Linked DNA regions of Rattus norvegicus: region 1 is linked to region 2. The links are chromatin contacts, called in public Hi-C maps. All regions are on one chromosome and are shown on one strand. The core of a region is the stretch at or near the end of the contact, and the rest is flanking DNA. Distances in the headings are between cores, read along the strand shown. Region 1 has its middle 96 kb from the start of Dusp6. Region 2 holds the start of Dusp6 (dual specificity phosphatase 6).

Region 1 (2,700 bases), core at 157-2,656, 96 kb after region 2:
CAACGGGTTACACATGGCTGATCCTTGACCCTGTAAAAAGGCAGTCATAAAAATCCACCAGGCAATCCGGAAGCTGCCGAAATTCATTTCTCAATGAGTCATCTGCTACTGTCAACAAGCATGAGTTAAGGACATGTGGAAACAGGTTATTTTTATGGTAACTAAAGTTCAACAGATGAACAAAAAGTTGTCATTCAGTTCTCGGGAGGAGTGATTATGCCATTTCAAAGCCAACAACCCATGCATCCCTTGGGAATGTCTATCATTCAAATGTCTTCCCAGTTCTTCCAAGAACACAAGGATGAGCAGCCTTTGCCATTTCTGTGCAGCTAGAAACAGAGGGTGTAGGAAGAGACCCTGGGAAAGACTTGTCTCAATTTTCTTTCCTTTTTCTGGGCATCCATTTAACAAAGCCTTTTTTTTTTATTTAAAAATTAAAAAAAATTTTTTTATGATTCCCTCAAGGTCAGATCACTTCCATTCTCAGTGTTTGTGACCTGTGAACCTAGAGGCCCCGATGTAGTAAAATCTCACCCAGTGCTTTGCTAATGATTGGGTGAAAGGTCAGTTGTTTGTAATATGCCTTAATCGACGAATATAATAGCACTAAACCACCTAATAATGAGATGCTTGAAGCGGGCTCTTTGATATGTCTGCTTTCTTTTCATATGCACATAAACTATTCAAAAACAGCAATTTGATGAACTTCTTTTAGATCATTGCTAACATTTTCAATGACTTATATAGGGTAAAGTATTGACCTATTTTCTTTTGGAAATCAACCTTACACAAAAGCTTTCTGTCACTGTGAAATACAAAGTCTATAGACATAAAAATAGTCTAACAAAATTCCCTTTTTTTTTCAAAATGTCACCGTTATTAAAGAAAGTATTTTCTGGGTGGGGTAAAATGACTATCTATATATAATTAAGGAACATTATCATCACTATAATCAACATCCTCACCATCCCCAACAGTAAAAGATAAAATAAAATAAAAGTCTTCTGAACTAATACTCTGGAAATATCCTTATGTTTTCTTTAAAGGCACTGGAAATGCCAAGGACTTATTAAATATATACTATAGTATATATTTATATTATATATAGTACTATAGCAGTGCAAGAGTTATTTGTGATATAGCTCCTTGGCAAATGGATCAGAAATAATTCCTTCATATTAAAAATGTGGTTTATTTGATGGTTAGGTTTTGTGGCTTTGCAGAGTTCTGAAGAAGTCTCAGCATTACGATAGTGAGGCTGACATTAAATGGTCAGCTTTGTCACAACTATAGTTGTCTATAAGTCAGATCCCTCCCGTGAGATGGTGAAACAGCTGAATAGTAGCATAGTAGCTGAGCAAGTGTTTAGTGGCTCAGTACCCAGAAAGGTAAGCTGTAGGCTGAGAGTTCTATCAGGCTAACAAATAAAGGGGTTGGATACAGGCCCTGAGATGAAAGGTTGAGAGGCAGGGTTTAAACAGCAACTTGACATGGAACCCACGCACACGTCTATCAGAGATGCACTCTTGTGCAACGCTTCCGGTCATAGCTCGTCATAAACAAGGCCTACTCATGGAAGGACAGCACTCTATGTCAACCGGCATTTCCTTTTTATTTTTACATTTTTACTTTGAAAAATCATAATGTATATGGACAATTATAGAGCATAGGTTACCCTTCTAGATCATTCCTTTCAATACTAAATAAAATTATAGACTTTGTAAGTACCTCTTTTTGTGCCTGCCAGAACCTAAGTCTTTGTAAATCAATAGTTTTATATGGTATCTAGTTTCCATATAAGACATGCTCCCTAAATATTTAGGACCTCTCTCAATATCTACCTAATATCTGTTCTGCTTTAGTAGAAACCTCTTCTTAGTATTTTTTTATTGATATAAGATCTATAGATATACATGATAAAGTATGGTGTTTTACATGTGTATATATAGAGGAATTTGAACTCAGGCTATTCATATATCTACCACCTTAAATGTCTATCATTTGTAGTAAATACATCTAAATCCTATCTCTCAGTTATTTTAAAGTAAGTAATGTATCATTTTAAATTTTTTCTTCCCTGCTATGTATGTGTGTATTCTCTCATATGTACTTTAAAATCTATAATACCACAACAGAAATGTTTCTATTCCCTTCTTTTTAAAATTTTCACTGTCATAATATTTGAAATGCTGTCCATGTCTCTAACTATTCAAGAAGACACCTTACATTCATCTGCTTATCCTTTCCTCTGAGATTCAGGAGTGGATTTTTATTATACTAAGTTAGAACTAGTAACTTCTATGTTTCTGATTGCCCTTCTAAAGTGGCACGTCATGGTGACACACAATATTTCATAAACAAACTAACATTCAACCTTGGCAACTGTAATCATGAAGACAATTTGTGAATCTACCCAGCCCTGTTTTCTTCTGCCATGACGCCTATCTGTGTGTATCTAATTTGGAAACCAAAGATCACAACAGCCCTTACGCAATAACTCTCTGGTTAATTTTTTTCCCATAAGACAGAGTTTCTCTGTGTAATAGTCTTGGTTGTCCTGGAACTTGCTTTGTAGACCAGGCTAGCCTGGAACTCAGAGATCTGCATGCCTCTGCCCCCTGAGTACTGGGATTAAAGGGGAGTGTACCACCACACCAAACTGATAATTTCTGATTAATTTTCAAAAAAGATCTAATTTAA
Region 2 (2,700 bases), core at 21-2,520:
GTCTCTCCCTAGGGGACAGTTCCGTGACGGCCTTACATTCGATCACGGGGTCGCCGCGTGTCCTCCCCCTCCCCCTCCCCAGAGCAGCGGTGCTGCGGCCAAAGCGCAGCGCGCAAGCGCGTTTGGAGTTGCTAGAGTGCTCCATGCGGAGCTCGGGAACCGCTGCAGCCGAGAAAGGTTAGGGGACTGGCCTCGCTGCCCACAGTAGCCAGTTCCCTCAGGCTTAAAGGTCTTGCGGAGGACTCCCCCCACGTCTCCGGGTTGCAGGGAGCGTTGGTGAGGCCCGGTGTCCCAGGCGCCTAACCTAGGCTGCCTTGCCAGACCGGTTCCTCTTAGAAGCCAAACTCTGCTTCTGACCCCAAATCGTTAAAGGAGCTCGTCTCTCCAGGCTCGATGGGTGACCGGTGGGGGTGGGGAGCAAGATCTCCGGAGCAATGGCTCAGAATGCCTCCACCCCACCGGAGCATAAGAAAAGTGTAGGGCTAGCTGACAAGGTTTTTCCTGCTCGCCCCCCCCCCCGAAAGTTGAGAAAACTCGGGATTGGGGTGCTTCTGGTTTTCTGGACAACCAAACGCTTGTTTGCTTAGCTGCTTTAAAATGTTTCAACAAAACACTAGTTTGTTTCTAGAGATGTTGGATTAGCATTTAACACTTCGTTGGGTCGCTAAAGCCCAGGCAGTTCACCAGCCCCAACACAGCCTCGGCTAAAAGGACTTCAGAACAAACAGAACTAGACTTTTAAAAGAGCCAAACAAATGCCACACACGATCTAAAGGAGGACCGGGGTGGTGGTGAGGGAGAAGGAGCGGGCTAGGATCTAGCGTTAAAGGGAATAAAAAAAGGGGTGGGGGACCCTCACGTTTTATTAAGGCTAACTTGAGATAGTAAGAGTAGCGAATAAGGGCTTTTGTGCTTGCTAATTGCACTACTGGTGCGCAAGAGTTAGACGCGAAGTGTGAACTCTCAACAGAAGGAAACACGAGACAACTTTAGTGCCCTGGTTTATGTGCCCTGCTCCTCCTCCACCGCCGCCTCCTCTTCTTTCTCCTTCCTCCCGCCGAGCCCGCAGTTGCAGCTTGTTTGCACTGGGGCTTATCCGGAGCGGAAATTCCTTTCCGTTTTTGTGAATGACAAACTCATTAACAATTCATCAACACAACCTGTTCCAGCCGGCCCGTCCCCACGGCAACAGCCCCTTCCGCAGCGCGCTCATTGGCTGGCCGAGAGAATGTATCCATTGAGACGCTGGCTGTTTGTATCCATTGAGGAGCTGCCTGGCACAGGGGGTGTGCTCTCGCGGAGTCCTAGGGACTGCGAGCAAACCCAGTCTTGAATAATCCGGCGAGAAACACGGGGTTGGATCTGAGGTGCAGCCTCAGAGGGATTAGGAGCTGCTAGACTTTTTTCTTTTTTCCTTTTTCTCCTCTCAGTGGCACGGAGTCCGAATTAATTGGATTTCATTCACTGGGTAGGAACAAAACTGGGCACTTTCATTCAGAGAGATTCATTGACTCTGAGAGTGATCTGGTGCAGAGGGACCACCGGCTTGGCTTCTGTCGCCTTCCCTAACCGCTAGCTTCGGCTTGGGAAAGGCCGAATCAAACCCGGCTCCGAGAGCCGGAGCTTCTCACGGCGTGCTTGGCCTATGCCTGCCTCGAGGGGCGTCTGCTAGGCACCCCGCCTTCTCCTGCAGCTCGACCCCCATGATAGATACGCTCAGACCCGTGCCCTTCGCGTCGGAAATGGCGATCAGCAAGACGGTGGCGTGGCTCAACGAGCAGCTGGAGCTGGGCAACGAACAGCTGCTGCTGATGGACTGCCGACCGCAGGAGCTGTACGAGTCGTCGCACATCGAATCTGCCATCAACGTGGCCATCCCGGGCATCATGCTGCGGCGTCTGCAGAAGGGCAACCTGCCGGTGCGCGCGCTATTCACGCGCTGCGAGGACCGGGACCGCTTTACCAGGCGCTGCGGCACCGACACCGTGGTGCTCTACGACGAGAACAGCAGCGACTGGAATGAGAACACAGGTGGAGAGTCGGTCCTCGGGCTGCTGCTCAAGAAACTCAAAGACGAGGGCTGCCGGGCGTTCTACCTTGAAGGTATGTTGTGCGCCCCGGCGCTCGGAGCTAGGGCTGCAGGCTGGGGAACTGCGGGCGAGGTAGCGATCGCCTCTCGCATTGCGCTTAAGGGAGCTGGGCCAGCGTGGTAGCTTCTTTTTTAAGGGTTCTTTATAATCCGGCACCTCCACCTTCCTCTCGCTTTCTTCTGGGTTGGTTTAGACTTAAGATTCAGAAGAGCTGGAAATGTAGTTCAGGGTGCAGCTTGACACCTCCTAGCTCCTCGAAATACTAAGTAATTTTGTGCATTTCCGGAATCAGAAGAATAAACGCTCCCTGGGTAGGCAGATGGTTGTATTCTTAAAGATGCACATTGAAGTGTGTTTTTACTACTGCAGTGGGGTTCATAGGTCGCCTGACCGTAGTGTCTCCTGCACCTCCTGTGCCTCTCACAAGCTGAAAATTACTACAGCTTCTCAGGTTACAAGAACGCTTTTCTTGTTTCTGGCAGGTGGCTTCAGTAAGTTCCAGGCCGAGTTCGCCCTGCACTGCGAGACCAATCTAGACGGCTCGTGCAGCAGCAGCTCCCCGCCCTTGCCAGTGCTGGGACTCGGGGGCCTGAGGATCAGCTCCGACTCT

What was found. Hi-C and Micro-C count contacts between places; a contact is called where the count stands out from the background.
Region 1: a contact with region 2 is called in a Hi-C map of liver, with 5 times the contacts expected there. The contact joins the enhancer-like site here to the promoter of Dusp6 in region 2. A contact is called at or near these places in 4 of 12 Hi-C or Micro-C datasets (hepatocytes, kidney and liver).

The regions. Positions count from the first base shown.
Region 1 is chr7:36,074,560-36,077,259 of GRCr8, forward strand. No RefSeq gene overlaps it. Among named protein-coding and RNA genes, the nearest start is that of Dusp6, 96 kb to the left of the region's middle. Within about 2 kb of position 1,407, at least 8 of the 93 cell types and tissues checked have an H3K27ac peak or open chromatin away from gene starts, as enhancers often do. A contact at or near this core is called in hepatocytes and liver, where this site is marked.
Region 2 is chr7:35,978,334-35,981,033 of GRCr8, forward strand. Dusp6 (dual specificity phosphatase 6) reads left to right here and starts at 1,271. Exons shown (of 3, transcript NM_053883.3): 1 at 1,271-2,103; 2 at 2,573-2,700. The coding sequence starts at 1,704.